Linked DNA regions of Mus musculus: regions 1, 2, 4, 5, 6 and 7 are each linked to region 3. A link is a contact called in public ChIA-PET, Hi-C, HiCAR-type and HiChIP or PLAC-seq data. All regions are on one chromosome and are shown on one strand. Each heading gives the region's core, a stretch centred on a gene start, on an enhancer-like site or on the middle of the called end of the contact. The rest is flanking DNA. Distances are from core to core; before and after follow the strand shown. Region 1 has its middle 90 kb from the start of Gm40659. Region 2 has its middle 110 kb from the start of Gm46401. Region 3 overlaps Gm35330 (a long non-coding RNA gene). Region 4 has its middle 10 kb from the start of Gm40660. Region 5 has its middle 46 kb from the start of Gm40660. Region 6 has its middle 59 kb from the start of Gm40659. Region 7 has its middle 140 kb from the start of Gm46401.

The links. Hi-C and Micro-C count contacts between places; a contact is called where the count stands out from the background. ChIA-PET counts read pairs in DNA pulled down with a chosen protein or histone mark. HiCAR-type assays count read pairs that join an accessible place to other places. HiChIP or PLAC-seq counts read pairs in DNA pulled down with a chosen protein or histone mark.
Region 1: a Hi-C map of embryonic fibroblasts shows a contact between it and region 3, with 4 times the contacts expected there. The contact joins two enhancer-like sites. A contact is called at or near these places in 1 of 15 datasets of contacts at CTCF or cohesin (the NIH/3T3 cell line), 7 of 484 Hi-C or Micro-C datasets (the C2C12 cell line, embryonic fibroblasts, myocytes and 2 more) and 4 of 115 datasets of contacts at active chromatin or transcription factors (CD8 T cells, the NIH/3T3 cell line, embryonic fibroblasts and 1 more).
Region 2: a HiCAR-type map of fibro-adipogenic progenitors shows a contact between it and region 3, with 2.4 times the contacts expected there. The contact joins two enhancer-like sites. A contact is called at or near these places in 1 of 15 datasets of contacts at CTCF or cohesin (the NIH/3T3 cell line), 1 of 484 Hi-C or Micro-C datasets (the C2C12 cell line) and 1 of 115 datasets of contacts at active chromatin or transcription factors (fibro-adipogenic progenitors).
Region 4: a contact with region 3 is called in a Hi-C map of bone marrow-derived macrophages, with 28 read pairs. The contact joins two enhancer-like sites. A contact is called at or near these places in 7 of 484 Hi-C or Micro-C datasets (bone marrow-derived macrophages, epidermal suprabasal cells, large pre-B cells and 2 more) and 5 of 115 datasets of contacts at active chromatin or transcription factors (the 230-238 cell line, bone marrow-derived macrophages, embryonic stem cells and 1 more).
Region 5: a contact with region 3 is called in an RNA polymerase II ChIA-PET map of memory CD8 T cells, with 28 read pairs. The contact joins two enhancer-like sites. A contact is called at or near these places in 1 of 15 datasets of contacts at CTCF or cohesin (CD8 T cells), 3 of 484 Hi-C or Micro-C datasets (the C2C12 cell line, CD4 T cells and Th1 cells) and 3 of 115 datasets of contacts at active chromatin or transcription factors (CD8 T cells, large pre-B cells and memory CD8 T cells).
Region 6: a contact with region 3 is called in a BATF HiChIP or PLAC-seq map of CD8 T cells, with 7 read pairs. The contact joins two enhancer-like sites. A contact is called at or near these places in 3 of 484 Hi-C or Micro-C datasets (Th1 cells, embryonic fibroblasts and stem cell-derived neural stem cells) and 3 of 115 datasets of contacts at active chromatin or transcription factors (CD8 T cells, Th17 cells and bone marrow-derived macrophages).
Region 7: a contact with region 3 is called in a Hi-C map of uterus, with 5 times the contacts expected there. The contact joins two enhancer-like sites. A contact is called at or near these places in 3 of 484 Hi-C or Micro-C datasets (liver and uterus) and 1 of 115 datasets of contacts at active chromatin or transcription factors (CD8 T cells).

What each region holds. Positions count from the first base shown.
Region 1 is chr13:5,346,579-5,350,206 of GRCm38.p6, forward strand. No RefSeq gene overlaps it. Among named protein-coding and RNA genes, the nearest start is that of Gm40659, 90 kb to the left of the region's middle. Within about 2 kb of position 1,528, at least 80 of the 459 cell types and tissues checked have an H3K27ac peak or open chromatin away from gene starts, as enhancers often do. A contact at or near this core is called in the C2C12 cell line, embryonic fibroblasts and uterus, where this site is marked.
Region 2 is chr13:6,027,773-6,031,089 of GRCm38.p6, forward strand. No RefSeq gene overlaps it. Among named protein-coding and RNA genes, the nearest start is that of Gm46401, 110 kb to the left of the region's middle. Within about 2 kb of position 1,854, at least 67 of the 459 cell types and tissues checked have an H3K27ac peak or open chromatin away from gene starts, as enhancers often do. A contact at or near this core is called in the C2C12 cell line and fibro-adipogenic progenitors, where this site is marked.
Region 3 is chr13:5,712,797-5,715,957 of GRCm38.p6, forward strand. The region is part of intron 1 of Gm35330 (a long non-coding RNA gene); the gene reads right to left. Among named protein-coding and RNA genes, the nearest start is that of Gm35330, 10 kb to the right of the region's middle. Within about 2 kb of position 1,560, at least 178 of the 459 cell types and tissues checked have an H3K27ac peak or open chromatin away from gene starts, as enhancers often do. A contact at or near this core is called in the C2C12 cell line, CD8 T cells, Th1 cells and 8 more, where this site is marked.
Region 4 is chr13:5,442,986-5,446,610 of GRCm38.p6, forward strand. No RefSeq gene overlaps it. Among named protein-coding and RNA genes, the nearest start is that of Gm40660, 10 kb to the right of the region's middle. Within about 2 kb of position 2,061, at least 40 of the 459 cell types and tissues checked have an H3K27ac peak or open chromatin away from gene starts, as enhancers often do. A contact at or near this core is called in bone marrow-derived macrophages and tail fibroblasts, where this site is marked.
Region 5 is chr13:5,407,222-5,410,442 of GRCm38.p6, forward strand. No RefSeq gene overlaps it. Among named protein-coding and RNA genes, the nearest start is that of Gm40660, 46 kb to the right of the region's middle. Within about 2 kb of position 1,405, at least 19 of the 459 cell types and tissues checked have an H3K27ac peak or open chromatin away from gene starts, as enhancers often do. A contact at or near this core is called in CD8 T cells, Th1 cells and memory CD8 T cells, where this site is marked.
Region 6 is chr13:5,316,445-5,319,689 of GRCm38.p6, forward strand. No RefSeq gene overlaps it. Among named protein-coding and RNA genes, the nearest start is that of Gm40659, 59 kb to the left of the region's middle. Within about 2 kb of position 1,982, at least 9 of the 459 cell types and tissues checked have an H3K27ac peak or open chromatin away from gene starts, as enhancers often do. A contact at or near this core is called in CD8 T cells and Th17 cells, where this site is marked.
Region 7 is chr13:6,058,239-6,061,742 of GRCm38.p6, forward strand. No RefSeq gene overlaps it. Among named protein-coding and RNA genes, the nearest start is that of Gm46401, 140 kb to the left of the region's middle. Within about 2 kb of position 1,588, at least 100 of the 459 cell types and tissues checked have an H3K27ac peak or open chromatin away from gene starts, as enhancers often do. A contact at or near this core is called in liver and uterus, where this site is marked.

The DNA of each region.
Region 1 (3,628 bases), core at 278-2,777, 370 kb before region 3:
TTTCTTGCTAAGCTGTAGTCTTAATTTCCCTTATTTAAAATGATAAAGGTAGTGTTTACATCACATGTGAACAAAAATATCTAATGCATACAGACATCTATTGTTTGGATTTTGTGTCCATCACAAGAGTTAAGAGCAACAAATAAAGAGTTGTCATGCCTGACCAAACTCTGAAGGCTTTGGAACTTCACTCACTGGATATTTCCAGGGATGGGAATCAGTTGACAAAGACTTGTGGTCACTTCCTATGAATGATGTCTTTTCCAGGAAGTGGTATACCCATTACCGTCTATAGTATTATGTGTTAATCATTTCGTGTCTCTCTCAGGTATTCAAATCATCAGCCTGAACAGTGATGGCTAGATGGCTGTGATTGCTCTCCAAAACTCCTGTCCCATTTCCCCAGTCATCACTAATATACAGAGACAGAGACAGAGAGAGAGAGACAGAGAGAGAGAGACAGACAGAGACAGAGAGACAGAGAGACAGAGAGGCAGAGAGACAGAGAGAGGCAGAGAGACAGAGACAGACAGAGACAGAGACAGAGACAGGCACAGGCACAGGCACAGGCACAGGCAGGCACAGGCACAGGCACAGGCACAGGCACAGGCAGGCACAGGCACAGGCACAGGCACAGGCACAGGCACAGGCACAGGCACAGGCACAGACACAGACACAGACACAGACACAGACACAGACACAGACACAGAGACACAGACACAGACACAGACACAGACACAGGCACAGGCACAGACACACACTCAGACACAGACTCGGGAACAGACAGAGAGACAGAGTAGGGATTCAAGCTTTTAACTTGAGACAAGATTTCTTTTTTCCTCACAAACAACCAACTCTTTTTTTATATATCTCATTTCCCCCTTTTTTATTAGCTATTTTCTTTATTTACAATTCAAATGCTATCCCAAAAGTTCCCTATACCCTCCCCCTGTCCTGCTCCCCTACCCACCCACTCTCACATTTAACAACCAATTCTTACCATCATATAATATAGCAAAAAAAAATCTTTCAAGAAATAGTCATGTTCCAGGTGAGCCAATGTTCTTCACAGGTCTGAAAGAACACATCCTGATGGGAAATGACTGTGTGTTGTGTTCTTTTGAAAGGCTTATTGACAAAAACAGATGGTGCAGGTGTCTGCCTGCAGTTGTAATTGTAGTGACCTTCCTGTAACTAAAACAAACACCCAAACACCATCTCATCTCATCTCCTGGCTGCCATTAAAAGTCTTACTTTTTTTGTCCTGGAAACAAACATTTTTAAAATTTTAATAGAAAAGAAGGAATCAAGAACATATAAAAGAAGGAAACACGCACTCAGGTAGAGAGAGAGAGACAGAGAGAGGGAGAGAAAGGGAGAGAGAGACAGACAGCCATCAAATAAATAAACAGCACAAAGGCTCCTGTGGTTGTCAGGCTCAGATACTGAAGATCAGACTTAAGCAACACATGTCTGGCTGCTGAGACAGAGGGACTGGAATAAATCCAGCAAGGACACATCTGGGAGTGCCAGTGTGTGAATGCAGTTTAGCTGGCCTCCCACACAACAGGAATTCCACCAGAAGTATGTGCTCTGGGTGGAAGAGAGCAAAAATGTGTTCAGAATATCACTAAGGAGACCCAGATGCATTATCTCGGCCAGAGTGCAGAAGACAGTGCAGAGAGTGAATGGTTCCCAGACTAAAGCAGACAGTGTGCTTTATTGACATTGGTGGAGCTGGGCATCGGAAAGAAGGGACGAGAAATACTCAGTATACTGAGAAGGATGAGACGCTTGAAAGCATCAGGACATATTTCCGGAGCTTTCAAAACCAATAATGTCTGTGGCATTTTGCAGGCAAAGAATGATCAAATTAAAGGCATTTTAATCTTCCTGCTCCAGGTTTTGGCTGTCATAAGTTCACCTTTAAAATATCAAGGCAGTTGCTCCTCCTGAGTTTGCTTCTCTATAACAGGTTGTTTTTATAACCAACATACAATTTTCAGAATGAGTTTTGGTGCAAGAAATATATTTGATCTTACAGTTACAAAAGTGTTTTTGGCTTCCAGACTCACTTTGAAAGAAGACACATGTGTGGGCTATCATGTGTGTTTATTTGCAGAGCTTTGATCTTTTAAAATGTGTCTTCAGTAGCTTAGTTCTGCTTAAATACTCCTAAATTTTACCATTATAAATAAATAAATATACATACATTTATATTTGTGTTTTATCATTTTTTAATTCACAGTTTAAATAAAAATATATCTTTCCATTAATACAGAAAAATAGTTGTAGATATGAACATACATTTCAAATAGTCATCCTCCCACAAATTACATGTCTAGTCAAAGGGGACTTAACAAATCCAGCAAAACGCTTTTCTGAACTGTGTCAATTCTGTTTACCTGAGACATTTTAGTAGTTCATTCTCTCAGTTGGATGCATATTAACATGTATAAGCTAGCTGTGACATCATATATCAATTTAAATTTTTATAGTGTATAGCTTTATTTTTTATTAGATATTTTCTTTGTTTACATTTCAAATTTTATCCCCCTTTCTAGTTATCCCCTCAAAAAAAATCCCCATACCCTCCCCCTCCCCCTGCTCCCCAACCCATCCACTCCCACTTCCTGGCCCAGGTATTCCCCTATACTGGGGCATAGAACCTTCACAGGACCAAGGGCCTTTCCTCCCTTTGATGACCAACTAGGCCATCCTCTGCTACATATGCAGCTAGAGACACGAGTCCCACCATGTGATTTCTTTGGTGGTTTAGTCCCAGGGAGCTCTGGGGTTAGTGGTTAGTTCATATTGTTGTTCCACCTATGGGGTTGCAAATCCCTTCAGCTCCTTGGGTACTTTCTCTAGCTCCTTCATTGGGGACCCTGTGCGCCGTCCAATAGCTGACTGTGAGCGTTCACTTCTTTATTTGCCAGGCACTGGCATAGACTTACACGAGACAGCTATATCAGGCTCCTGTCAGCAAAAACTTGTTGGCATATGCAATAGTGTCTGGGTTTGGTGGTTGTTTATGGGATGGATCCCCAACTGGGACAGTCTCTAGATGGCCATTCCTTCCGTTTCTGCTCTGAACTTTGTCTCTGTAACTCCTTCCATGGGTATTTTATTCCCCCTTTTAAGAAGGACTGAAGTATCCATACTTTGGTTTTCCTTCTTCTTGAGTTTCATGTGTTTTGCAAATTGTATCTTGGATAGTCTGCATTTCTAGGCTAATATTCACTTATCAGTGAGTGCATATCATGTGTGTTCTTCTGTGATTGGGTTACCTCACTCAGGATTATATCCTCCAGATCCATCCATTTTATATAAATTCATTGTTTTTAATAGCTGCGTGGTACTCCATTGTATAAATGTACCACATTTTCTGTATCCATTCCTCTGTTGAAGGACATCTAGGTTCTTTCCAGCTTCTGGCTATTATAAATAAGGCTGCTATGAACAAAGTGGAGCATGTGTTCTTATTACATGTTGGAGCATCTTCTGAGTATATGCCCAGGAGAGGAATTGATGGATCTTCTGATAGTACTAGTCCAATTTTCTGAGAATCTGCCAAGCTTATTTCCAAAGTGGTTGTACCAGCTTAAAATCCCACCAGCAATGGAGG
Region 2 (3,317 bases), core at 604-3,103, 320 kb after region 3:
TCTCGTGGATAAGAGACATGAGAAAGACGGAAGCTAGGCAGAGTTGAGGGATTTGGGCAGAGGGAAAGCAGGTGTGGATGGATGTGGATGAATGTGGTCAAGCATCCTGTGTTGGGGCTCAGAATTGCTGAGTTGTTTGCAGAAAGGAGATGGAAATAAGACATCCACTCACCAGGTGGAAAAAGATGTGCCTGGGTGGGAAGCAGCATTTGACACACTTCAAAGAATATACGACTGATTGCTAACTCCTTGTCTAGTTGGCAGCTTGCCTGCCATTCTTGCTGGAGTCACAAAGCACAGAGCTCTCAAAGGAGCCTGAATCGTCCATCATCTTGGCTTTTGGTGCATTCCTGAGCCTATCTTATAAAAAGTACATGATTCTCCATATGTCTGCATTGTCCATCACATGATTATTCTAAATTATTTATGGGTATTTTGGGTTGTGCATGGGGTTTTAATTTTTTTAATGAGTCATAACAGTTTTGTCACAGGATTAGTCTAAGAGTGAATGGAACCCATGCTATTAATTTCCAAGGGTAATGACATATCCATGATTGATGAGAACATACAAAGAACACGTTGTAAGGTACGCCTGAGAGTTTCAGTCAAATTATTATCTAAGATTGTTTTTCCTTCCCTGTTTAAGTCTCTTTGCTTCATGGGGAGTATCAAGTAGAGACATTTCCAGAGATGGGGAAAGGCTTCAGCTGGAAATGTGCCTGTCACATCACACAGATATGAGGGCATTCGTACAGATACCCCAGCACCCATATGAAAGATTGGGCATGGTGCCATGTTTCAGTAATGACGGTGTTAGAGTGCAGCAGACACAGGACAATTGCTGGAGCTAGCTGACCACTCAGTCCAGCTGAGGCAGTGAGATTCAGGGTCAGTTAGAGACCTCAAGGCAAAGAACACTCGGGGAATATATCTACTGCCAACCTTTGGCTCTACACTTAATGCTCACACCCTTGCAAACACACACACACACACACACACACACACACACACACACACACACACAGTAGAAGTGGTGAGAGAGAGAAGAGAGCAGGAAAGGGGAGGGAGAAAATGTTTGTACTTAGAGTAGCTTCAGAGTTTGTGCCTTGCCTTATCCCAATGAGGATCAATGATGAGCCACATCAAAAATCCCTTTGTTCCTCTTCAATGGCAGGCTATTTGTATTAAATCCAAGCAAGAGCAATAGCACGCCCAGCACAACCCCTTTGCATAATCTTATATAGGATTAACAGGGTTAAACCTAGAACACCAGGGATGACTTTGCCCTTGAGACACACCTGTGAGTGAAACTGCCAAGCTGCCAGGGCAATCATTGTAAAACAGGGTTACACTTGAGCTATAGAGTTAACTGACAAGTTGGTGCAGAAGCAGTCGAAACTTCGCTCTTGCCAGGAAAGAGATCTGCAGAAACTATGAATAGAAGAGAAAAAAAAAAAAAGTTCAAGGTAAATGGAGCTGTTCGGCCTGAAGAAAGGCTGATTGTTTTTGCAAAAAAAAATTTCCCCACAGACTTGGCAGCAATTAACAGAGAAGTGATAACCAAGGTAAGAGAATGGAGATTTCAGATGAATATGTAAAAGACTAAAGTCATGTTTAATGCAAAGAAGTAAGCAAACAGTAGAAATAATTAAAAGCTGTTAAGGCATATGTCTGTTGGCTGACACATATGTTATTAGACTACAAGACTATATGGCCAGTTGCTTCTAAGAATTTGTCTTTGCCACAAACCATTCCAATGAGTAATAATGTACAATAACATTTGGTATCCATGAGGCACTGTCCATCCAGTCCGTCAGAGTTTCCATCCTCGGTGTTGCTCTTCAGCAGCCGGCTAGGTTATGACATCAACTGTGGAAGCAATTCGCCTCTGCCTTTTCCAAAGCAGCTGCCTTTGGTTACCTGTTTCAGCCAGCTATTAATTGTCTGCAGATGGAGGTTGTGACACAGGGGTGGCCCCTTTCTGCCAGTCATCGAGCTCAACATCTGGATCGCACCCCACCAACTCTTCTTTAATATTGGCCATTAAGGGATAAAGAGAGAAATGGCTGCTGGCTTTGTTTATTTATTTTAATCTCCGATTCAGTTCCTTCCACTTCTCTCCTTCCTCCTTCCTCATTCTCTTTCTCTTCCTCTTTCTGTTTCCTACTTACTCTGCTGATCCTCTTCCTCCTTCTTTTCTCCTTTCCACCCTTTCCTCCTTTGTCCCCTCCTCCTCTTCTTTCTCATTCTCTCTTTCTTTTCTTTTCCCTCCGATATTTTTCCCTCCTGTCTTCCTTCTCCCTAGACAATCACAGGCTGTGTTATCAGATTAACTTCCAACTACCTGGAATGCCAAAGTAGAAAATAGAAAACCTCAGAGTAACAGCCAACCATAAAGTAAGGTCTGGTTGATCACTGCAAGATTGGTATGAGTGTCTGTTACAGTCCTGCAGTTCTCTGGACTCCTGACATGTGGTTTCCATAAGGTCAAGGAGATTCCATGAGCCTCTGTCATCACTCCTATTCCACCATTTGGGAGGAGGGAGGGCAAGGAGAGGGTGTCTCTTCCATTTAAGGAAGTTTTTTGGAAGCTGTAATTTTACTCCTACCCACCCAGTAGGTGGGACTTAGTCATCTGTGTAAACCTGGCTATAGGGAACTGGTGAATGTGCTCTTTATCGGGGTAGCTATGCAGCTTCTTACAAACCAGAGGCTTCCTTACTGCGAAGCAGAAAGACAAATATTGCAGAACTTCTGGTTACACCTACAATGTGGCCTTCAAAGGTCCCAAAATAAATATAGTATGGATGTTTGTTAACTTAGACAATTGACTAGCTCGAACTTACAATAATTCCTATTGTAAAGTGGTCCCTGAGTTCCCACCAGAAAGGACAGACAAACACCAATTTTAGATAATTTATTCATGATATGCTGTAATCCTTCACAAATGCACTTTGTTTCAAGAAGCTCTTGATGTACTTTGTTAGTACTAAGAAGTTATATGAATTTAATCACTAATTTACATTTTCAAAGTACCTGTCCCATAAGATCATTTAATTCAATATATTATTTTATAATATATTTTATGAAATAATTATTGATTTCTAATAGTTATCAATAGCACCATTGTTCACAGATATGCTGATATCAACCAGTTCTGCAATTGTCAATTGTTTCCTAAGGTCACTCAACAACCACTATAAAGGTTGCAATAAACTAAAATGAGGCTTTGCATGGTTCAAGTAATGAGCTGATAAATTTTACCTCCCCACCTGAACTGAGAGTTTACAGAGACTAGAAAATGAGTTTGTTACATA
Region 3 (3,161 bases), core at 310-2,809:
AATGAGATATATGAGAGAATAGTACTACTAGTAGCAGTAATAGTAATAATAAAAATAATAAAGAACATATTTTTCTTTGCGTTTTATAAACAACATACAGAATACATCATACTCAAAAAATGTAGGCATGGATGGGTATCTCTGAATTTATTTTAAAAGGGCCTATTGATTCTTTCTTAAGCACTCTGGCCAGTCCTTATCAACATAACACAGCATCTCAAGGCTAAGGCTCTTATCTCTACTCCTGGTTAGAGTTTACATTCAAAACCAAACCCAACCAACCAACCAACCAAACAAACAAACAACAACAAACCACTGGGCAACATAAAAGCTGGTACTTTGAATTTATCACTGGGCTTCTCTGAATCAGTGGCAAAGGAAACCAATAAAATGCCTAAGTGGGGTTAATGGGATCTTAGCAGACAAACCCATCATTTGTGTATTCTCCATGCTACAGTGGGTTGGAGAGAGCACTTCATAGTTGGCTGACTCCCCACTTCTGTTCCTGTTAGAATTTTGGTCTTAGAGTAAACTTACACCCATTCCTTAGTGCCCTGGTTCAGGTTGTCTTGGCCTTTTTATTACGGGTCGTGTTTACCAAAGGTTTACAACTTGGCTGTAAACACCAGTTGGCACCAAAACCGGAAAGTTGGCATGAGGAGGTTTGGCATAAACATTGCCCGGAAGCACTTTTTTCTCTCTCTCTAAATCTGAGAAAAACAGGCTAGGGTCATTTTCAAGTTATTTATGTTATTCATGCATAAATAAAAGCGAAGCCTGACAGCATCAAACAGTTGTTGGCTTTTGCAGGCCTCAAAAATAGATTTTATCCAAGAAAAGTAACATTTGGTAAACAAATACTCAGTGACAGGCTGTTAAAAAAAATAAAGGGAGGGGGAAAAGGTGTCATGGGATGGATTAAATAGTAAGAGAAGAGAGAAGGTTTCAAGAACCATTTTTTATGTCAGAGAACAGAGTCAAGAAAGTTATTGTTAAACGGAGAAATTTCTACAGACTCAAAATTATAAATAAGCACAATGTAAGCTTTCAAGTAGATTTTATTAAGATCCAGAGGGCACATCATCCAAGCATACAAAGTAAACAATATAGAATGATCTCAGGGGATAGAAATAAATGATTTTTAAGTATGCATTCTAAAAGCAATGGAATGTTTAAAGCATTTTAAAACTCAAGGAGAGAGGGAGAGGAGTGAGTAATGAATTAACACATGCTGATGTTAAAAGTCTTTTAAAAGAGTTAGTTGTCAGTGTTCAAAGTCTCCTCTTGTCTTCCTTTTATTAAATTGTTTAGAAATGCAATTTGTAAACTATAAACTTCGGCAGCTTGTAGCTGTATGCTAAAGAGAGAAAGTGATGGTGTCAACTGTTCCCTAAAGATCGTCTTTCTGGCAAACTTAAAAGTCAGCCTTGACGTCAAGTGACCCTGGACAAGAGTCTGCATTGAGTTCTGCGAAGTGTGGGCAGAAAGGACTTTCACTCTGGAAACCCTACCAGGGAGGAAGGACTGAAGAAACCGTTTAGGGAAAAAGAAAAGCAAGCCAAGTCAAACAGAAAGTAAAAATAAGTCAGTGGGGAAAGAATGTCAACTGCAGAAGAACGTAGCCTGTCTGCTGCAGCTCGCGTTCTGGAACACGTGTTCTTTCGGCAAGGAAGCGTTTTCCTCAGCTTGTTTTGGTTGCTCTTCGCAAGTGAGGTTGGAGCTATTGTTACGGCTCAAGTCAGGGACAGTTACATCTGGTGGCCAAAGCTGTATACTACCCATTACAGAAGGTAACTTTAGACACACTGGGCAGAGAAACAGAATAGTGCCATTCCATAATAGAATTAACCCTATGAACAGCCCGTAGACATAAGCCAAGACATCCGATCCGTATATTTCAATGCCAATTCAAGATGAAAAACGTTTCCGGGACTCATTTCAAATGTTTGCCTCCCTGGAACTACCTAGGTCAACTTCATCTACAACTACATCTAGAATATGATAAATGTTCCTGATGTGTGCTGCTTCAGATAGAGTCTATAAATCAGTTTACTTACCCTACTATCAAAGCTGTTGCCAGGACAATGTTGTGGCTCTGAGGAGACCAAATCACATGACCTGAAGATAAGTGTTTACATCACAGAGCCACAGAGTGCCATGGCAGACACTGAAAAGCACAAATATACACACAGGATAATCCCTTGGAGACTGTTATTGTCTGTGAAGGAAAAGCCCTAGAGAATGTGGTCTGGACACCAGAGACCAGAGAATAAACATGCTCATCAGATAACATGCTTCTTGGAAAGGGACCTAGGCAGCCTTCAGTATTCTCAGAATTGGCAATTAGTTCTTATTATATTTGAAAGACACATATTTCACCTCAACTGATTAGTCATGTGGCTTCTTCGAGGACCTGAAATGGATTTTTTTGAATTCTCAATTCCTGATATTGAGAATTCCTATGCCTGATATTTACCAGAGCTTCAGCAAGCATCTGTCGAATTAACAGTCAGCATGAGATGCTATGATAAGACATCCGTTGTCACACACTGATGCTTTGTTATTTTAACTGTCTATGCACTAAGACAGGGGTCCTAGATTTGGCTTTGTTTAAAGCTTTTGTTGGTTTATTTGGTGATTTGTTTTTTATTATTTTAAAGGAGTCTTACATGGCCCTTTGAACTTGGTAGTCTAGGATCACTTGAACTTCTTATTCATCCAACTTCTAGAATCAGCACTGTGAAATGCTTGGCTTTCTAGTCCTAGGGTTTGAACTCAGGACTTTATGCGTGCTAGGCAAGTACTCTGCCAACTGAGATATGTTCACTGCCTCTTGGCCTTCATTTTTGGTGGACTTTGAAGAAGTGGTTAGAGGCTAAAAGAAAACTTACACCAATCATAAATAAATAAGTTGTTTTTAAATGCTCTTTTGTTGTATCATTTCCACACAGATCAATATGAACAGGTAAATATGAATGTACACCAATAGATAATAAGTAGAAAACTGACAAATGATAGACCAATTGATCAACATATGTTGATAGATGTGATTATAGATCTATTGATTAATCAATAGATAAGAGTTGACATTAATACATAATAAAATGATTAGTAAATAGATGAGAAACAATAGATGATCAAATAGATAAATAGATGTGTAA
Region 4 (3,625 bases), core at 811-3,310, 270 kb before region 3:
TCTATGGAAAGGTGAAATCCTAATCTAATACAGTAGAGTGTAGGGATTCACTCCTGTGATGGTGGAGGGAGATCGAACAGTGAGCAGTGGCTATATAGGCAATGAATGCAGTGTAGTGGTGTCTATTAACCCCAAGAGAGATCTACTTCAGTGGCATATAGTGTACTCAGAGTAGAATTATGAGATCCTTGGAGAAGGTTTGGGGATGAAGCAGAAAGAGAGACCTTGGAAAATATAGGCCAAAGATCCTCACCCCTCAGAGTAAAAATAACAAAAATAATCCAAAAAAAAACACACAATTGTTAACTACAAGAAGAAAATGAAGAGGAGATAGGGAGTTGGGGAGAAACTTTTTAGACATTTCAAGGAACTTGTATGTGAACTAGAAATGAGAAAAAGGGTGGACAGGACAACAGAGGCTATGAGTCAAAAGAGAGTTTGATGTTTGTTCAGCATTTACAAGCTGCTGAGATATGATCTCTGTCTGGAAGAATCCATGGTTAGTTGAGAATGTCAGTTTGAAAGACCACACCCAGGGGAAAAACAAAAGACATGAGACACAGGGGCACAAGAGAAAATGGACTTGCTAGTGAACGAAGTCTCATTTCTGTTTAATAAGCAAGCAAGATTGAATACAGGGGCAGGTATACATGAAATGGAAGCTTTTCTGGAGCAAGGAAATGGAATATTTGCTTCTAAAATCATTGAAGAGGAACTTGAAATACATTGCTGTTTTTCTTTAAAGTGTTTTTCACTTCCTCAAAAAATTAAGAATTATAATAGAATCTGTTTTAGAACATAGAAAGAGGGCTTAGAGAAGTTATGCCATATTCTTGAAATCACAGGAGAAATAGCAGAGCTAGAAATCAAGATCATGATCTACAGGTTTGCAATGCCCTTGACAGTGAGTACTATATTCAATAGCTTTCACATAGTACTGAGAGGTAAATCTCAAGTAGACCATCAGCATCCAAACCCTGGAGATGAAGTGACTCAACTATGTACAAGATAAACTAACAAGAACATTAGATGTCACATCTGGAGGAAGGTTTTCTCTTACATTCTCTCTGCTGTTCTAATCAGAACAAGGACACAGGAAATAAGTGTTATTTTTATCCCAGTGAGAAATATGAGGATCCTAAGCCCCTCTGAAAATATAGTTTGCTTTCACCAAGGTTCATTCTGTCTTTATAAGTTGCAACTTCACCCTAATTCTCAGATTACAATCTGTGGTCAGGACACAGTGAAACTTAGATCCTAACACATGAGATGTTCTACCCAGTATATCCAGTGTAGCAGGCTATATGTTGTGGAAAACAGCATCCTGAATCTTCATATATCAGACTCATTTCACTAATGAGATGTCTGGAAAAATTATAAGTGATACAATTTCTGGGGAAGAAACAGAAAGCTTTGGGAAAGCCCAGGCTCTTTTCCTAGAAGGCCACTCATGTTAGGGTTTCCTCGCTTCCCGTGAAAGGAGATCTCAGAATTGGCTTGTGTTCTGAGCCACAGTGCAAGAGATGATGCCACGGTGGAGACTCAAAGAATTTTAAGAAGTCATGGACCAATAGAAAGTACCTTCAAGCCTTTGGAGTAAGATAAGAGTAGAATATATTTCTAAAAATTCAATTTCTAGTTAATATTTAAATTGGAATAGAAACATATTTTAGCAATAATAATCACAACAAAGCAAAATAAAATAGGAGTCCTATAGGATAATGCAGAAATACAGAGAGAAGTGGGCATTGTTCAGATGTCCTTCTCTAGGCACAGAAGGATGGCATAAAAGGAACGCCTCCATTTTGGTTTGGCTTTACTTCACTTTTCCTCTTTCCCCCAGATGCAATAGTGCTTTCAGTACCGATTCCCACAGTCTTGGGAATTAAAGAAGGCACTCATTGAAATTGTTATTCAGAGACTAATTGTAAATAAAGCTTTTATTTCCATCTCAATGCATGTCAGGACCTGTTGAGCTTAGACTTGGACTTAGTCATTAACACACTCAACTCTGCAACTGACTGAGTCAACACCACACCCTAGCACTCTTCCAGTTTCTGGAATGAAAAGAAGAAGTAAAAGGTTTCCCTGAATAACTTTCCTTGAGTAAAGCCTTTCCTTTAGTAAAAGTCCGGTCACACTTGTAAAAGCTCTGCCTCACCCGCTAAGACACTAAAATGTGATGTGCCAGCCAGACCCAAGTCACCCCTTGCCAAGGACCTTTGACTGAATTACAGCCATGGGACATTTGTCACTTTGCTGAGATCTTGCTACACACAAGACAGATTCTTATCATTTTTTCTTCTGAGTATGCCCAGTAAAACTTGAAATTTCTCTCTGTGAATATTCAGAAATGATATGTATTTAGGAGCCTGCAAAACAAGTTACAAAGCACGTTATGAAGCAAGCTAGACCAGTCTGGTTTAGTGGCTTGCCCAAGTCAAGGAACATAAAATAGCTTAAAATCAAGCTGTGAAAAATACCACAGAACAAGCACTGGAATTAAAAACAAATTTGTTTATGAGATAGCTATGTTTTGCTGCCTAGTGAGTGCTTACAACATTCTTTAGGCGAGACTCTGCTAGCCCTGCAATGAGTTATCAAGGAATCAATCCTCTGTTTCTTTTACTAGACTTTTTTCTTCCAGAGCTGATAGACATACCTGTGTGCAAGCCCACGAAAAATGCTGGTAACGATCCCCAATGTTCACGTTTCCATGTTGAGAACCTGACCACTTAGGAATATATTTGAAAAATGACAAAAGTCCCAAAGGACCACATCAGATGTGCCTCAGAACAAATGCCTGTTCCACAGCTACCAGTAGTCAATCTATTTAATAATCATCTAATCATCAAATTAACAGCAGCTTCTACTTGTTGAACCCTCAACATAATTTAGCATTACCTGTACTCTATTGTTTTTTTTGTTTTTTTTTTTAATTTTTTTTAATTAGGTATTTAGCTCATTTACATTTCCAATGCTATACCAAAAGTCCCCCATATCCACCCACCCCCACTCCCCTGCCCACCCACTCCCCCTTTTTGGCCCTGGTGTTCCCCTGTACTGGGGCATATAAAGTTTGCAAGTCCAATGGGCCTCTCTTTCCAGTGATGGCCGACTAGGCCATCTTTTGATATATATGCAGCTAGAGTCAAGAGCTCCGGGGTACTGGTTAGTTCATAATGTTGTTCCACCTATAGGGTTGCAGATCCCTTTAGCTCCTTGGCTACTTTCTCTAGCTCCTCCATTGGGAGCCCTATGATCCATCCATTTGCTGACTGTGAGCATCCACTTCTGTGTTTGCTAGGCCCCGGCATAGTCTCACAAGAGACAGCTACATCTGGGTCCTTTCAATAAAATCTTGCTAGTGTATGCAATGGTGTCAGCGTTTGGATGCTGATTATGGGGTGGATCCCTGGATATGGCAGTCTCTAGATGGTCCATCCTTTCATCTCAGCTCCAAACTTTGTCTCTGTAACTCCTTCCATGGGTGTTTTGTTCCCAAATCTAAGGAGGGGCATAATGTCCACACTTCAGTCTTCATTCTTCTTGAGTTTCATGTGTTTAGCAAATTATATCTTATATCTTGGGTATCCTAGGTTTGGGGCTAATATCCACTTATCAG
Region 5 (3,221 bases), core at 155-2,654, 310 kb before region 3:
GTTTTCTTATGTGTTGTTTGTTTGTTTGTTTTTAAGTTGGCACTGGGGTTTGCACTGAAGCTCATATGCTTGTGGGCCTAGCATTTTATTACTGAGCTATGAGCCAAGCCCCATCCTCTCCTCTTGCTTTATTTTTTTATATATATATTTTCATTATTTACATTTCAAATGTTAGCCCCTTTCCTGGTCGCCCCCCCCTCCCCCCAGAAATCCCCTATCCCATCCTTCCTCTCCTGACTTATATGAGGGTGCTTCCCCACCCACCAACCCACACCCTCCCTCCCGCCTCCCTACCCTGGCATTCCCCTACACTAAAGCTTAGAGTCTTCATAGGACCAAGGACTTCTCCTCCCATTGATGCCCAACAAGGCCAAGCTCTGCTATATATGAGGTTGGAGCCATTGGTCCCTCCATGTGTACTCTTTGATTGGTGGTTTCGTCCCTGGGAGCTCTGGGGAATCTGGTTGGTTGATACTGTTGTTCTTTCGATGGCATTTCAAACCCCTTCAGCTCCTTCAGCCTTATCTCTTAACTCCTCCATTGGGGACCCAGTGCTCAGTCCAATGGTTGCCTATGAACATTTGCCTCTGTATTTGTCAGGCTGTGGCAGAGTCTCTCAGGAGACAGCTATATCAGGTTCCTGTCAGCAAACACTTCTTGGCATCTGTGATAGTGTCTGGGTTTAGTGTCTGTATATAGGATGTATCCCCATGTGGGGCAGTCTCTAGATGGCCTTTCCTTCAGTCTCTGCTCTGAACACTGTCTGCTCAGTCTCTGCTCAGTCCCATGCCCATGGAATGGTAGGATTAATTATAGTAAAATGGCCATCTTGCCAAAAGCAATCGTCAGATTCAATGCAATCCCCATCAATATTCCAACTCAATTGTTAATAGAGTTAGAAAGAGCAATTTGCAAATTCATTTGGAATAACAGAAAAAAAAAGACAGGATAGGAAATCTATTTTCAACAAAAAAAGAACTCCTCTTGCTTTCTGGACTCCCAGTTTTCAATAACTTTTCTTTCCTTTAGGTTGCTCCCAGCACATTTTACAAGGCACGCCACTGCAAATTTCTCATGAGCTTTAGATTCTTCGTTTCATGTGAGTGCTACTGTAACCTAGTAAATAACAGCATTAAGCACTTCCTGCAGAAGCTGATGGTCTACACATCCCCCTGTCACCCAGTCCAAGTGCACCTTTCTGTTGAGTGGATGTAACCACAGTGATGACTTTTTTTTTCCCTCAAAGGATCAGTAGTTGCCACTAAATGATTTTGCTAGTGAATAAGTGCTTACTACATTAAGGTTCATTCCTTTTACCTGAATCTCAGAGAAGCAGAAAGCACATCTGATGGAAAGTAAAGTGGTTTCGTATATATGACCGACTTCCTGCCCTTGTGTGATAACAAGCACATTGAACTGAAAAAGCCTCTCACTTCACAACTGGCCTGTATGATCAGAAGTGACTGGAGCAACCTTTCTGAACTTTGGTTTCCTTGCCTAAAAAGGACTTGGTTTAGAGGAAGTTCAGTAGTTGTCATGCTAATTTGTTCTATAGGGAGGTTTCACAAAAGCTCCATATACATACCAGTATATTGTTCTCTTGGCACAGTTTTAACTCCACAGCACGAAGTTTATATTTTCTCAAATTCTAGTTTCTAGAATCCTATAGGTAAATCAGTGTCTCCCAAGAACAGAGTGAGTACAGACATCTCTGGCAGGAGACCCTACCAGCACTCACTGTCCCCTGGGGAATAGCTTTACTAGATTTTGTTGAATAGCCAAGAATATATCTGATGGACATAGGTTGGAGGCCTCTTCTCCCCTATGAAACATGGACAATGCACAGCTATCAGGAGACTCTAATGGAGGGATATCTGTAAAACAATGTGTGTATGAATTAGAAGGAATAAGATATAAGCAGAGATTTCACTGATTATTCTCAACCTGATTTATCAATCTTATGTTACTTCATGGTTATTGAAAATAATTTCAAAGGGCTAGGGGAAAACCCCAGTGGGTAAAAGGACCTGCCACAGGGGGATTAAAATCTGAGTAAAAATCTCCAAAATTCACACAAAGCTAGAAATAGAAGCATGTTTCTGTGTATTACCAGCCCTTCTAATGAGAGATGGGAGTGGAAGACAAGGGAATCTATGGAGGCTCATGAGCTAGGTAACCTAGTGTGTGCAGTGTCTGTCTAAAGAAAGTTGAAAGATGATGACATCCAAGGATGGTGTTTCATCTCAACCAACGTACTATGTCAGTAGTATTCCTTCACTCACAGAGACAGACACATACACGCAGGAGTTTATAAAAATTATTTCAGGACTGGATTAACTGTTGCAGTCACCAATTGCCAATAAAGTAAAACTAGTCATTTTACTATGATTTTGATATGTTTAAGTGACTTTCTTTGACCAATGTATAAATTATATAATATAGAAATTGTAGGTATTTGGGAATTAACTTTATATTGTAAGTCAAAGTGTTAAAATCATTAAAGGTTGAGGTCATGACACATGAGCAAATTCAACCAAGAAGAGTAGACAGCAGGAAATAATCAAACTCAGGGCTGAAATCAACCAAGTGGAAACAAAAAGAACTATACAAAGAATCAACCAAACCAGGAGCTGGTTCTTGGAGAAAATCAACAAGACAGATAAACCCTTAGCCAGACTAACTAAAGGGCACAGGGACACTATCCTAATTAACAAAATCAGAAATGAAAATGGAGGCATAACAAGAGAAACCAAAGAAATTCAAAAAATTATCAGATCCTACTACAAAAACCCATACTCAACCAAAATAGAAAATCTGGATGAAATGGATAATTTTCTAGACAGACACCAGGTACCAAAGTTAAATCAGTATCAGATAAACATCTAAACAGTCCCATAACCCCTAAAGAAATAGAAGTATATTTGACTTTTGGAATAGCATTGTAACAAATGAAAAAAAAAAAAAACACCTGATTAAAATAAAAAAATCCCCCCCCCGAAAAAAAGATATAGAAGCAGCCATTAAAAGTAAGATGGGTTTAGTGCAAAATTCTGTCAGACCTATAAAGAAGACCTAATTCCAATACTCTTCAAACTATTCCATGAAATAGAAACAGAAAGAACACTACCTAATTAGTTCTATAAGGTCACAATTACTCTGATAACTAAACCACACAAAGACCCAAAAAAGAAAGAACTTCAGGCCAATTTCCCTTATGAGTA
Region 6 (3,245 bases), core at 732-3,231, 400 kb before region 3:
TTGAGACCTCTGGTGAGGTTGGGAATAGAATTGCAGAGTCTGTCATTTTATGGTGCCTAGTGTTAGCTGGTTAAATTGCAGTATTATCATCAGGTGGCAACCTGAGTTTCTCTATGTAAGAGGAATCCTTAGGATGAGAGCCTATTGTTATCCTTTCTTTCACCCCTATTTAAATGCATGTAACAACCTGCCTACTTCAAGCAAGTTTCCTCAAATTTAAAATTTCTACTAAGGTATGAATGTTGGTATTTTCTGTAATCTTTGCAATCAGAAATATTAGGAATAAGACATACAATTCCAAGGCCAGCCAAAATGACATAGCAACAACACCTTGGCCCAAAAAAATTAAAAACCAGGGATGGAGAAATGGCTCAGTTGTTACTATACAGTCGTGATGACTAGCATGTAGCTCCTAGTACTACAAAGACATAATAGCTGGGTATTCCACAAACACTTGCAGTTCTATTTCGGAGGAGTCTGGCACCCTTTTTCTGAATTTCTCAAACACACACACACACACACACACACACACACACACACACAAACATAAGTTATGCAAACATAAGTTCATACTTATGCACATTAATATACAAAAAAATTAAATCCTTCAAAAATACAAAGAATTCTCACTCTAATAAGTAATGCTAGGTTTTCCACAGTTTAATTACTAGACAATATCTGTAAATTGCACTAAAGACAAGGTCCAATGCTGCAACCCTTGCTTAGCACACATGAAGTCCCAGCTCTCTGTCCCCGAGCCCTGACCAAGAAAATGAAGGAATAAAGGATGGTAATACGTAATAAGCCCTTAAACTTAACTTACAATTTTTTAAGTTTTGAATTTTGTGATTGATCATTTTCAATAAAATAAAGAAAAGATTTCCTTGTCTACTCAAATAAAAACTTCTAAACAGGGAGTCCTGACCAATCAAGCCTTGGTTCTTTGAAGCTCAAATGATTAGTAATTATTATATTCTCAAAATATCACTTTGATAATGTATTTTGGTTTAGTTAAACTTTTCATGTCTTGTCATGCCTTGTCATTCTCTGCCAACCTACCACCTTTTCTGGAAAAGTCTTTGTTGTATCCATGATGTTCTCAAACTCCTAGTGTGTCCCTAATCCTCCTGCCCCCACTTTCTGAGTTTGGAGATGACAGGCTTCAGTCACCATGCCTGGTGTTTGAAAACCTGGGAACTGAACCCAGGGCTTCATGCATGCTACAAAACCATCTTACTGACTGAACTAAGCTAGAATCTCCAGGCCTTTTCCTTTTTGTTTTTAATAACAACCAACAAAAATAATTCCAACTGTACATATAATAATCTGAAATACAAACTGTGTGCTGGTTGCTGTAACAACATCTCTCCAAACTATATTTTACTAGGGTGGCCATATTTATTTTCTGCATAGATGATAACACTTTATTGAAGGCTAATAATCTAATTTTCAAAGGACCTAACACTTTTGTTAAACTCTTATTCTCAGATCTTCAAAGATTTTCCCATTTCATTTTATTGTTTGTTTGAATTGTTGATGTTGTTTTTATTAAATTGTGTGAAACAGCTGAATGGTGAAGCCAGCACTTTTTATTCGAATAGCACAGAGAACAAAACATAATTCTTTCACAGAGGAAGCCCTATGATAAACAAAGTTTGTATAAAGGAGATGGGCCCCTTGGAATGCCCCCAACATTCGGAGTACTTAATGGAGACTAGGAGGTGATGTTGGCAAGCACTCCAACTCACACACCCCTCTCTTGCTTACAAAAGATTTCTCCATTTTCTTAAAAACACCAAATCTCATAAAATGTAACAGAAAGACCAAGCAACAGTTATGTCAAGGGAAGACCTGCTTATTTTTCTTCTTTGATAATTCAATACAATGTCTTTTGGAAGTTTCTCTGGTCTATGAGTATAGCAGTAGAGGGATTTTGCCCAGAGCTGCTGTAGCCCCAGTGTATATGACTACATATACCAAGAAATAAAAGTCTTCCCTCACAGGAAACCCCTGAAAGCTTCTCCTAGGTTCAGTGCATGCGAGCTTCACCCAGCCCACAACAGAAGTTCCATGAAGAAACAGAGGAAAAGCCTAGAAGGAATTCCACAAAGGCATTACCAGACCCACTACCCACAAAAGGAGTTCTTGTTGTTAAAAACTTGGCAATGATTCTAATCAGGAAGCTGTCTGTACTGAGCTCTCAAATGTGTCATCGACCACATGGTCCTCTTCAGCTCATAATATGTAAGTAGGCACATCTGCAGGATGTTACAAAAGTGGTACTGAGAAACAAGTTACTTTGTCACTACAGTATATGACTTTCCCTTTAAGATACTCAAAAAGAAAGTTTGGGTTTGACGTTGTGTGAGTTCCCATGCACACACAGACACATTCATAAGAGTGTACAAGACAAATCATATACCTACAGAAAGATGTGTTTGCATATACATATATTGCTACATCTTCAATGTAGAACATCTTAAAAGACCCATATGTTAAAGGCTTGATCCCAAGCATTATCTATCATGCCTTAAAATGCTGACATTTATGACACTTAGAGAACTGTATTTTTCTTCATGCAATTGTTCCCTTGGAGAGACAGTGGGTTCTTCACTTCTTTTCATTACTTCTTTTTCTTCAGGCTTTGAGGTGTTTGGCTTTGTTCCACTGCCCATTTCTGTCTAGGGTGTGTTACCTGACCACATATCCAACACAATGGGTAAATGAAACATTCATTGGAAACTCCCTACCTGGGATCCAAACAGTTGATCATTGTAGTTATTTGTTATAGTAACAGGAAGCTAGTTAAAACACACACCTAATCTAATTACTAAATACACTTTTGCAGCTAACTGTGGTATGCTCAGTTTTAAGGAATTTCTTTGTGTACATTATAGTTCACATTGGTAGCACTTACTCAATAGTGCTCATCAGATAAAACCCATAGGCGTCAGAATGAATGGTTAGGGTGTGTATGTTTGTGAGTGTGTGTGTGTGTGTGTGTGTGTGTGTGTGTGTGTGTGTATGTGTGTGTGTGTGTGTGTGTGTGCACTCATGCATGTGCATATATGTGTGTGACAAGCCCAATTTTAACTACCCAGAGTAAATTTGTGCATTTAGCACTCTTCCATAGAATCTTGTAGCCATTCAAAGAATACATGTTACATATAAATAATGACTTGCATTTACCTGTCCATTGAAATTAATTTTTCTTTACTTGTCTATTACTTTCTATACAAAAAGAT
Region 7 (3,504 bases), core at 338-2,837, 350 kb after region 3:
CCAGAGAAGAAAGTCTTCCCGCCACCAACAGAATGAAATACCATTGCATGATCTCAAATCTCCAAGCTCTAAAACCATAAGAGATACATCTACATTCTATATATGTTATTCACACTCAGCTCTTCTATTAGAGCACCACAAAAGGATCCTAAGGGATTCTTGTTGTCTGATTGGGTAGTTTTGATTAAATCATAGGTGATAAGTGGGGGTTGGCAATGTCTCCGGCTAGGTAGAGTTGAAAACACCTTTTCCTCCATAGTGTGTAGCTAGTTTTTATAAAGATTGACCAGGCAATCCTCAAAGCTCCAGTTGTCATAGAAGTATGGAGTCATGACCATGTTGAAAGTTTTACTGAGACTTTGCCATCATACTGTTCTTTTATTTCCTGGCCTTGTAGGCTCTATTGACCCATCTTTCTGCCTAGGATCTTGTGGACAATTAACCTACAAATAAATACATGAGTGTTCTTCCAGTATGTTAAACTTCTTCCCCCAATTATCCAATAAAATGTTTGAGTGTAGAAAAGGTATGTGAGCCTCAAAATGCCTTCTATTCTCACTGTAGTTAGTTGAGAATTTCAAGGAAAGGATTTTTAATGTAGCCTTTGGGAGGGAAGAGGACATCTTTCCAGGTGGAGTGTTGCTGGGAAATGTTTCCCTGCTGGACAAGAGTTATTTGTATGTTACATTATTATGTGTCCCCTGTGGGGAGGGGGCTGTAGCCTCCTGGGTTTCTGGTACTTAACCATTTTATGCTCTATGTGTTTTTGTGAGTGAGGATGTTTTGGACCACTTACTGTAAATGAAATTACATAGTAGGTCCCATCTCTCTTTCTCTCTCTTATCAAATCCGATGCCAGGTTATATTGTTAGTTGTAATAGCTACCGCCTACTCATTTTTTAATCACATTTTGAGTGAATTATAACAAAGAAAACAATGTAACTCATACCAACAAAAAATAACACAAAAAACTTCCTTTCTAATATGGGATGGTTTGGATTTATTTAGAATTCACCAGGCACCGGAAATTTTAAGGAAATTTAAAATTAATTCTCTCTCTATTTGTTTACGTCTAGGACATGCATGTTAGTGCAGCTGTGGAATTCATAATTTTATATTTCTATCACTATAATAATATTATTTCCCATGGAAAATACAGTGTTTTGACTTCTAAATATGCTCATTTAATTATGCATGGCCCAAAAGCAATTTTTTATTAGGTTAAGCTCTGATGTCTGATTAAAGTCGATAGCTGGCATCCTTTAGGGCTTTCTTAAGCATTGGCTGGAGTGGGAGCAGAATGCTTAAATTGCCTAATAGGAAAGAATTACAGGCTATCGCCAGTCAGCCAACATGCACTTGCATAGTTAACCTTCAGATAGCTGAGACTCTGCAAGGAAAACACCACCACGCTGGCTAATAAAGCCCATCACAATAATGGTGTCAATCTGCCCTCTCATTAATAACCCAGCAAAGAGCACATTTCTTTTGCAAACATTCCAGATGGATTTCACAGAAGAATACCAAGTCGACAGCAATGTTGTAAGAGGACCACATTGCACACACCAATTCTGCTTTCCAACTCACTCCTAAGACTGGCAGATAGCCCGCTCTTTGCTGCAGGAGTCCAAGTAATGTCAGAATCCTCCTGGCCAAGATCATGCAAGGAACTAAACAAACAAACTGATCTCCAGCCCTAAGTTAATTCTCAGCTCATCTTTCCCCAATTCGGTCAGGTTTTAATCACTCAATACATTTTAAAGGATCACAGTTTGTAAACAAAAGTGTTTCAGATGCCAAAGGTCATCTGATGCAATGCCAGACAGGGGATGTCCCAGTGTATCTGGGCCTTTTGGCAGAAGCTTACATGATTTACAGGAATTTGCAGTCAGCAAATTACTCAGCAGGCACACGTGAGACTGCACATAGGCTAGAGTTCCACAGCTGGAATCATTTAATCCAATTGTTCTAAGCTTTTGCCTCTAAGCTGGGGGGAGGGGCACTTCGTTAAGGTAAGATCTTCTTTAGAAGCCTGATTTTCACAATGGGTACAAGCAAGGTGGAGCTAACAGAAGGCAAGGGGTGAGGAGGAATTGGCTGCTTCCCTTCGGGGAACTGGCATCCTTGCCCCACGCCCAGCCTCGCACCCCACCCCCCTCCCCACCTCCACTAGCACTTCCTTTTATCTCTCTGAGAACTGTGCAATGTACATTTTAGAAAAGGCTGTGAGCATTGGTTGCGTTTTACATATCTAATAACGGGCTTTTCAGACAGAAAAATGCTTTTTAGAGTGAGGGCTTTTCAAGTTAAGTCAGGTTATGTTTCTGTATGAAGTTCATCTCAAGACCTTACAGCTGACATTTATTTCTTGCTCAGAGAATATCTGTTGTCCGTATGGGTTGCTGGCTAAGACTGGATTCTCTAAGATGTGAATCACTACCCTGGAAGCTTCTTGTGGTCTCTGATCTCAATACCAGACTCCATGGTCGTTCCTGAAGGGAAAGTAGGGTTGAAGGAAGAGGATATGGCCTTTTTATGTCAGCAATCAACAAGCAGCATGTGTGTGTACCTCTGCTCACATTTTGCTGATCTGCCCTTCTAGAAACTTCCCTATTCACAGGGCTCCAAAAGTCAATTTTGTGATTCCGAGAAGGACAAAAAAGAAAGAGAAATGTAACTAAATAAATGTTATTTATACCGTCAAGACATGGTCAAGCAGGAGCTGGGTAAGCTCTATGGTCTTCTGTTCTCCTACAATAGTATAGTGATGCCTGGCCTTGTGTCCAGGTAATTATCTGACATTGTGCTCACTAGTTTTATGTCAATTGACACAAGCTAGGGTCATTTGAGAGGAAGGAACCTCAGTTGAGAAAATGTCTCCATAAGATAAGGATGTAGGGACGCCTATAGGGTATTTTCTTAATTAGTGATGCATGGGTGAATGTGCATCCCATTGTGGATGGGGCCACTCTTAGGCTGGTGGTCCTGAGTTCTATAAAAAAAAAAAATCAGGCTGAGCAAGCCCCAGGAGCAACCCAGTAAGTAGCATCTCTTCGTGGCCTGTGCATCTGCTCCTGTCTCCAGGTTTCTGTCTTGTTCCAGTTCCTGCTCTGACTTCCTTTAATAATGAATGATGATGTGGATGTCTAAGCTGAGTAAGTACTTTCCTCCACAACTTGTTTCTCATCATGATGTTTCATGACAGCAATAATAACCATAACTAAGACAGATTTTTTTCTTTTTTTAATGAGGGTTGAGGCTTGACCCTAGGGCCTTAGGCATGGTAGGTAAGTGTTCTGCTGCTGAGTTTCAGCCCCAGGCCTTCATTTGACATTTTCTGGAGCTGACTGTTTGAGTTTCGTTGAATGCTACACTTTGGTGGATTTCCACAATCCCCCACAGGTCAGGCTGGCCTAGAACTGACTGTGCAGTCTTTGGGAACCTCTGACTTCACCTTGCGTACAAGGATATGCGACGTGTCTACTCAAGTATTCTTTGGAATAG